Linked DNA regions of Sus scrofa: region 2 is linked to region 1. A link is a contact called in public Hi-C data. All regions are on one chromosome and are shown on one strand. Each heading gives the region's core, a stretch centred on a gene start, on an enhancer-like site or on the middle of the called end of the contact. The rest is flanking DNA. Distances are from core to core; before and after follow the strand shown. Region 1 has its middle 64 kb from the start of ERRFI1. Region 2 has its middle 120 kb from the start of SLC45A1.

Region 1 (2,809 bases), core at 52-2,551:
TTCTCAAACAAAAGTGAAATCTCATATAATTTGCCACAATTTCTGATGAATAACGAGATGGACTGCAGTGGATCTTCCTTTTCTTTATTTCTTTCTTTCTTTTTTTTTTCTTTCTTTTTTTTTTTTTTTTTTTTTTTTTTTGTCTTTCTGCCTTTTCTAGGGCCGTTTCCCGAAGCATATGGAGGTTCTAGGCTCAAGGGGTCGAATCGGAGCCATAGCCACCGGCCTACACCAGAGCCACAGCAACACAGGATCCCAGCCACGTCTGCCATCTACACCACAGCTCACGGCAACGCCGGATCCTCAACCCACTGAGCGAGGCCAGGGATCGAACCCGCAACCTCATGGTTCCTAGTCAGATTCGTTAACCACTGCACCACAACGGGAACTCCTCCTGTATCATTTTTTATTAGATTCCACATACTAGTGATCTCAGGGTTTGTTATCTTTTAAAGCAAGATTATCTGTTCAAAGCATCTAGGAACTTAACCTCTACTGCTGCCAAGTGATTTTGTCTGCTTTCTGCAAGATGGGGCATCTTTCTGAAAGACACAGGATAACTGGTGTGACCTTGGTGATGAGAAGGGCATTAAAGGACTTCTGTCCATCAGAGTCAAGATGTTGGTGGTGGCTCCGACAGGGCCCCTTAACATCTTTGTTCATTCAACAGATACTTTTTGATCATAGACTGTGTTGGCGCCGCAGGGCATAAAAAAATGGTGGTAAGAAGACATAGTTTCTAGGGCCAATGAGCTTGTAATCTCACAGGGGAATAACCATCGAATCGGGCTATTTGTGATATGTGTCTGAGCAGTTAGGAGCAGCAGGTGGGGGGAGAATCCCCCATCCCTCCATCCTCCTTCCTGGGGAGGGGGGAAGGGAATCCAAAAGTTTGGTATTTGGATGTAAGGTAACAGGGGAGGGAGGCAGGGAGGAGACATCGGAGGAGCTCAACACGGGGTCTGTCCGAGTAACAGCGATTATGGACGGGAACACAATGGCAGGGATTCTGCTCCAAGCCTTGGAGACCAGCCCCCTGTCCCCGGGGTCCCTTGAACCCCGTCAGGTGTGTAACTGATGGAAGCACAGGGCTTCTCCCCACCTCATCCATTCTCCAAGCCATCTAATCACCACGAACACGATCCCATGCGTGGCTTCTGCCAGTTTGGATTTGTCCCCCCCCGGGTTGTCCGTGTCAGCTTGGCAGTGAACGTTGGTGCAGCCTTGGTGGAGAATAAAGGTCACGTACCTACGTGCTCAGTTCTAAATGGGCTGTAATTATACTCAGACGCCATCGTGACTCACCTCTCCCCTCATTAACTCCACCCAGCGAATTGCCTGTTTCATTCAAATGTGAAGTCACTCCATCCACTGTGCTTTTTAAATCTTGGCAGAGATTTAATGATAACTTTTTTTTTTTGGGGGGGGGAATCCAAACGTGGGGATGCCACAGTCTCATGGGAGCCCCCGAGGACTCAGAGGGAGAGGGAGATGCTCTCTCAAGCAGAACCAGGCTCTGTGTTTCTCTCTGAAACCCAGGATCTCCTCCTCCACAATCATCACTGGAGGTGAGAAGGGCCAAGGGTCGGGAGGTGGTGAGTGTGTACTTCAACCAGGGATCAAACAGCACAGCGGAGATTTTGGCTTCTTCGTCTAAATTGATGTAAACGCCTGGCGTGGGGGGAGAAGTCAAAAGCAAACATGAACGTAACATCCTGCTTTCAGCTCTGAGAGGCGGTTCACAGGAAAAGGCTATAAATCAGAAGGAGCTGGCAGCTTCTCCACCGTTGGCACAAGTGACATTTTCCACGGGGGAGTGAGCCGAAGTGCAGGAGGCAGGAAAACATCGGAATCCCTCCAAACGCCTTGTAAACCCGCGTCTCCACGCGCTCTTGTGGAGCATTTAACTACAGTTGGAAAGCTGGTTGTCAGCACAAAGGGGACACAGTTTTTGCTCTTGACATAAAATGCATGTATTTATTTGTCATCATTGCTAAGGTAATTCCACGGGTCTGCAGATGAGTATCTAGAATCCTTCAGGGATGCGTGGAGCTGTCTTTACAAAGAGAGGCTTTGAAGCCAGTACCCTTGGTAATGACATTGAAAGTAGTTTGTTCTCTCCGTAATCGTGACTTTTAAAATACTTTTAACTGTGAAATTTTCCAGGCATAAAATAACGACTTCCAGTTGCTTTAAGATATGCATCGGCTAAACAGTCGCAGGGTGCCCTCACCAGGCTTTCCAAGACCGTAACAATCTTAGTGAGGTCATTTTATCGCCCCATTTTAGAGATGAGGAAACTGAGGCTCAGGGCTGTTGCTTCACTTCCCTAACCTCCTACTAGGAAGTGGCAGAACAGAAACTAAAACCCAGGTCTTCAGGTTGTAAATGCTCTGCCCTTCCAATGTCACCCCTGTCCCGGGAGCAGAAACACTCATCTCTGAAAGGCTGAAACGAAATAATTTACTCTTAACCGAAGGGAAGGGATTTTAAAATCCTCTTGATGAACAGACTTCAGAGCTGAGGGCTGTTGGTTTCTGGATCCCTTCTCATCCATCAAACTCCCTTTGGGGTTTAATATCCCAAGAGGCTACGCCTTGGAAATCCAGCACGCAAGTGAGGAGATTTTTTTCAGGCCAGATCGTACAGCCCATAATGTTTACATGGTCTAGATACATTTTTATGGTTTATTTATATTTCAGTTTCTTAACTACTGGTAGTAAAACTGCCCTTATATAAACATGAAAAAAAATTCCCAACACTCAGTACCATTTTTATCTGCCTTCGCTGTCTCTGAGCCTTTCCGGCT
Region 2 (2,700 bases), core at 130-2,629, 71 kb after region 1:
GAAGGGAGGGGACAGGACAGTCACCAGGGATTCAGCATAAGGGAGAAGCCGAGACACAGAGGGATCCTTGCTGGCAGGTGTGTTGCTAGGATTCCATGTGCGTGAGCACCTCTGGCTTTTACATGCCATTGGCATGAGCCACATCCGGGTACCCTCCCTACAGCCTCCCTGGGACTCCAGTCACCTGGTCCCTTCAGAGGTGCACTCCCACGACCCACTCCCTTACTGGGGTGGCATGTCACCTCATCACACAACGTCACACAACAACTAAGCCATGGCTTTTCAGAGTCTGGCTACCAAGGTGCGTGTCTGAGGGCAGCTGTTCCAACACTTTGGAGCTGTCGAAGGTCTGAAGGGTTTTTTGGGTTTTTTTGTTTTTTTCTTGTTAGGGCCACACCCACAGCATACAGAGGTTCCCAGGCTAGGGGTCCAATCAGAGCTACAGCTGCTGGCCTACACCACAGCCACAGCAATGCTGGATCCTTAACCCACTGAGCGAGGCCAGGGATCGAACCCGCATCCTCATGGATACTAGTTGGATTTGTTTCTGCTGTACCACGATGGGAACTCCCCTGAAGGGTTTATCAGTAGGAGTTCACGGCTGTGCATCTTCTGTCATAGAAACAATAGGTCAGCATCCAAGTCTCATTCATTCTTCACTGGGTTCCTTGCCGCACCTGCGATCCACCTGCAGCGCATCCTCTGTCTCCGCCTCTCTTGACCTCTCTGATGAAAATGTAAAGTTCTTAAAAACACCGGGATACAACACTCTCCAGGGATTTAATCTAATTACCCTGTGGGATGGGTCAGCGACACTCCCTGGTGAGGTCAGAGGGGTGCTCCAGTCCCAGCATCTCTTTCCCTGGGGGTCCCAGCTGATTTCTCTGCAACCTCTGAGCCGTAGGTGAGTGGCACTGCCCTCAAATGCCTCCTGTGGGCTTTCTCCCCTGCGTGTCTGAGCTCTTTCTACCTTATCTGGTCTCTGCTGGCACCTTCCAGAAGTCAGGCTAAAATACTGCAATGGAAGTGGGGTGATTTGGTGCCATAAGCGGTAACAGAAATGCTGCCCATGACAAGTCTGGGTTCAATAGACAATCTCCAAACGGGGGAGAGAGGGAGGGAGGGAGGGAGGGATGGTGGGGGGAAGGAAGAGAGAAAGAAAAGAAAGGAAGGAAGGAAGAGAGGGAGGGAGGGTAGAAGAAGGAGAAGAAAGAGAAGGAAGGAAGAGAAAGAATGAGCGAACGAAAGAAAGAAAGAGAAAGGAAGAAGGGAAGAAAGAAAGAAAGGGACTGCCTGGCACCCATCCCAAGCATTTCACCCACAAACTGGTTTAGGCCAGTGAGACAGGATGTTCTGCAGAGCAAAGATCATGTGATCACACAGCGTGAACAAACAGATGGTGTATCATTAACAAAATGCAAGGCTGCATTTCACAGTCTCTGCTCGGTGTCAGTGACCCAGGCAATTTAATTAAAAACATAAAAAAATAAAAAGTGACAAAGGCCAAAGTTTCATCCTGTTCAAATTCATCAACCACGTGGAGGGACTGCCTGAAATGCAAGCCCACACATCTGGCCCCCAGGAAGTGTGACCGGAGGGCTCCCTCTTTGTAATCAGATCTCTGGTTCTGCAGGGAGCAGAGGGAGGCGGTCCCGGGATAGAGGCCTGTCCCCGTACCCCCACCCCTACCCCATGGGGAAGAAAGGCAAGCTGCAAGCTGCAAGCTGCAGGGAGGACCAGGCTGAACACACAGTGAATCCTGAACACACATAAGAAGGTGGCCAGTGTCGCCTTGGATCTAAGCAGACTCCAGGTGGGCCAGGTGGGCTCCACCAAGGGTTGTCACCGGATGCCTCACTCTGCCATTGGCAGCCCAAGGTGATGGTCAGGGCTGTGGGCCTGGGGCTCCACCATCCCCTGGTGATGGGCACCTGACTGTGTTCTCACCTGTGGAATCGTGCCAGGGTTTTCCTCTTCGGAGGGATCAATGGGAAGAGCAGGTCAAGGCCCAGGACAGCATCTGACACCACGGCCTCCTGGATCCAGCTCCTTCCACAGAGGCTGCCTTAACCACCAGGGCTCAGCTGAGCCAGAACATGCCGGCCTCACAGGGGAGGGCATGGGGCACAGCAGGTGGCACCAAAAAGAAAGCAGAGGGGGAGTTCCCGTCATGGCTCAGTGGAAACGAATCGGACTAGGAACCATGAGGTCGCGGGTTCGATCCCTGGCCTCGCTCAGTGGGTGAAGGATCTGGTGTTGCCGTGAGCTGTGGTGCAGGTCGCAGATGCAGCTCAGATCCCGCGTGGCTGTGGCTGTGGCGTAGGCCAGCAGCTTCAGCTCCAATTAGATCCCTAGCCTGGGAACCTTCATATGGAGCGGGTGTCGCCCTGAACATACAAAAGACAAAAAAAAAAAAAAAAAAGGAAAGAAAAAGAAAGCAGAGGGACAGGCAGGGGCAGGGAGGGAAATGGAGCAGCAAGACATTCCCCAGAGTTGGCCGGTGGTGGTGCAGTGCCAGGGGGTAGGGGTGTCACAGCTGGCTGGCAGAGGTGCCAGCTTGCCCAGAGTTGGGTGGCATTTAGGACTTTGTCTTCAGGCAGAGGCGCCGCTGGTGCTCTTCTGGAAATGGATTTGATGAGGTGCATGTTTTCAAAGGCTCCTCTGAGGTCGTGTAGATCCTGTGCCGGATGGTGGCGGTGG

Evidence for each region. A called contact is a pair of places that touch in the nucleus more often than the background predicts.
Region 2: a Hi-C map of liver shows a contact between it and region 1, with 5 times the contacts expected there. The contact joins two enhancer-like sites. A contact is called at or near these places in 1 of 5 promoter capture datasets (liver) and 5 of 47 Hi-C or Micro-C datasets (liver, retroperitoneal adipose tissue and skeletal muscle).

The regions. Positions count from the first base shown.
Region 1 is chr6:68,745,085-68,747,893 of Sscrofa11.1, forward strand. No RefSeq gene overlaps it. Among named protein-coding and RNA genes, the nearest start is that of ERRFI1, 64 kb to the left of the region's middle. Within about 2 kb of position 1,302, at least 29 of the 83 cell types and tissues checked have an H3K27ac peak or open chromatin away from gene starts, as enhancers often do. A contact at or near this core is called in liver, retroperitoneal adipose tissue and skeletal muscle, where this site is marked.
Region 2 is chr6:68,816,487-68,819,186 of Sscrofa11.1, forward strand. No RefSeq gene overlaps it. Among named protein-coding and RNA genes, the nearest start is that of SLC45A1, 120 kb to the right of the region's middle. Within about 2 kb of position 1,380, at least 37 of the 83 cell types and tissues checked have an H3K27ac peak or open chromatin away from gene starts, as enhancers often do. A contact at or near this core is called in liver, retroperitoneal adipose tissue and skeletal muscle, where this site is marked.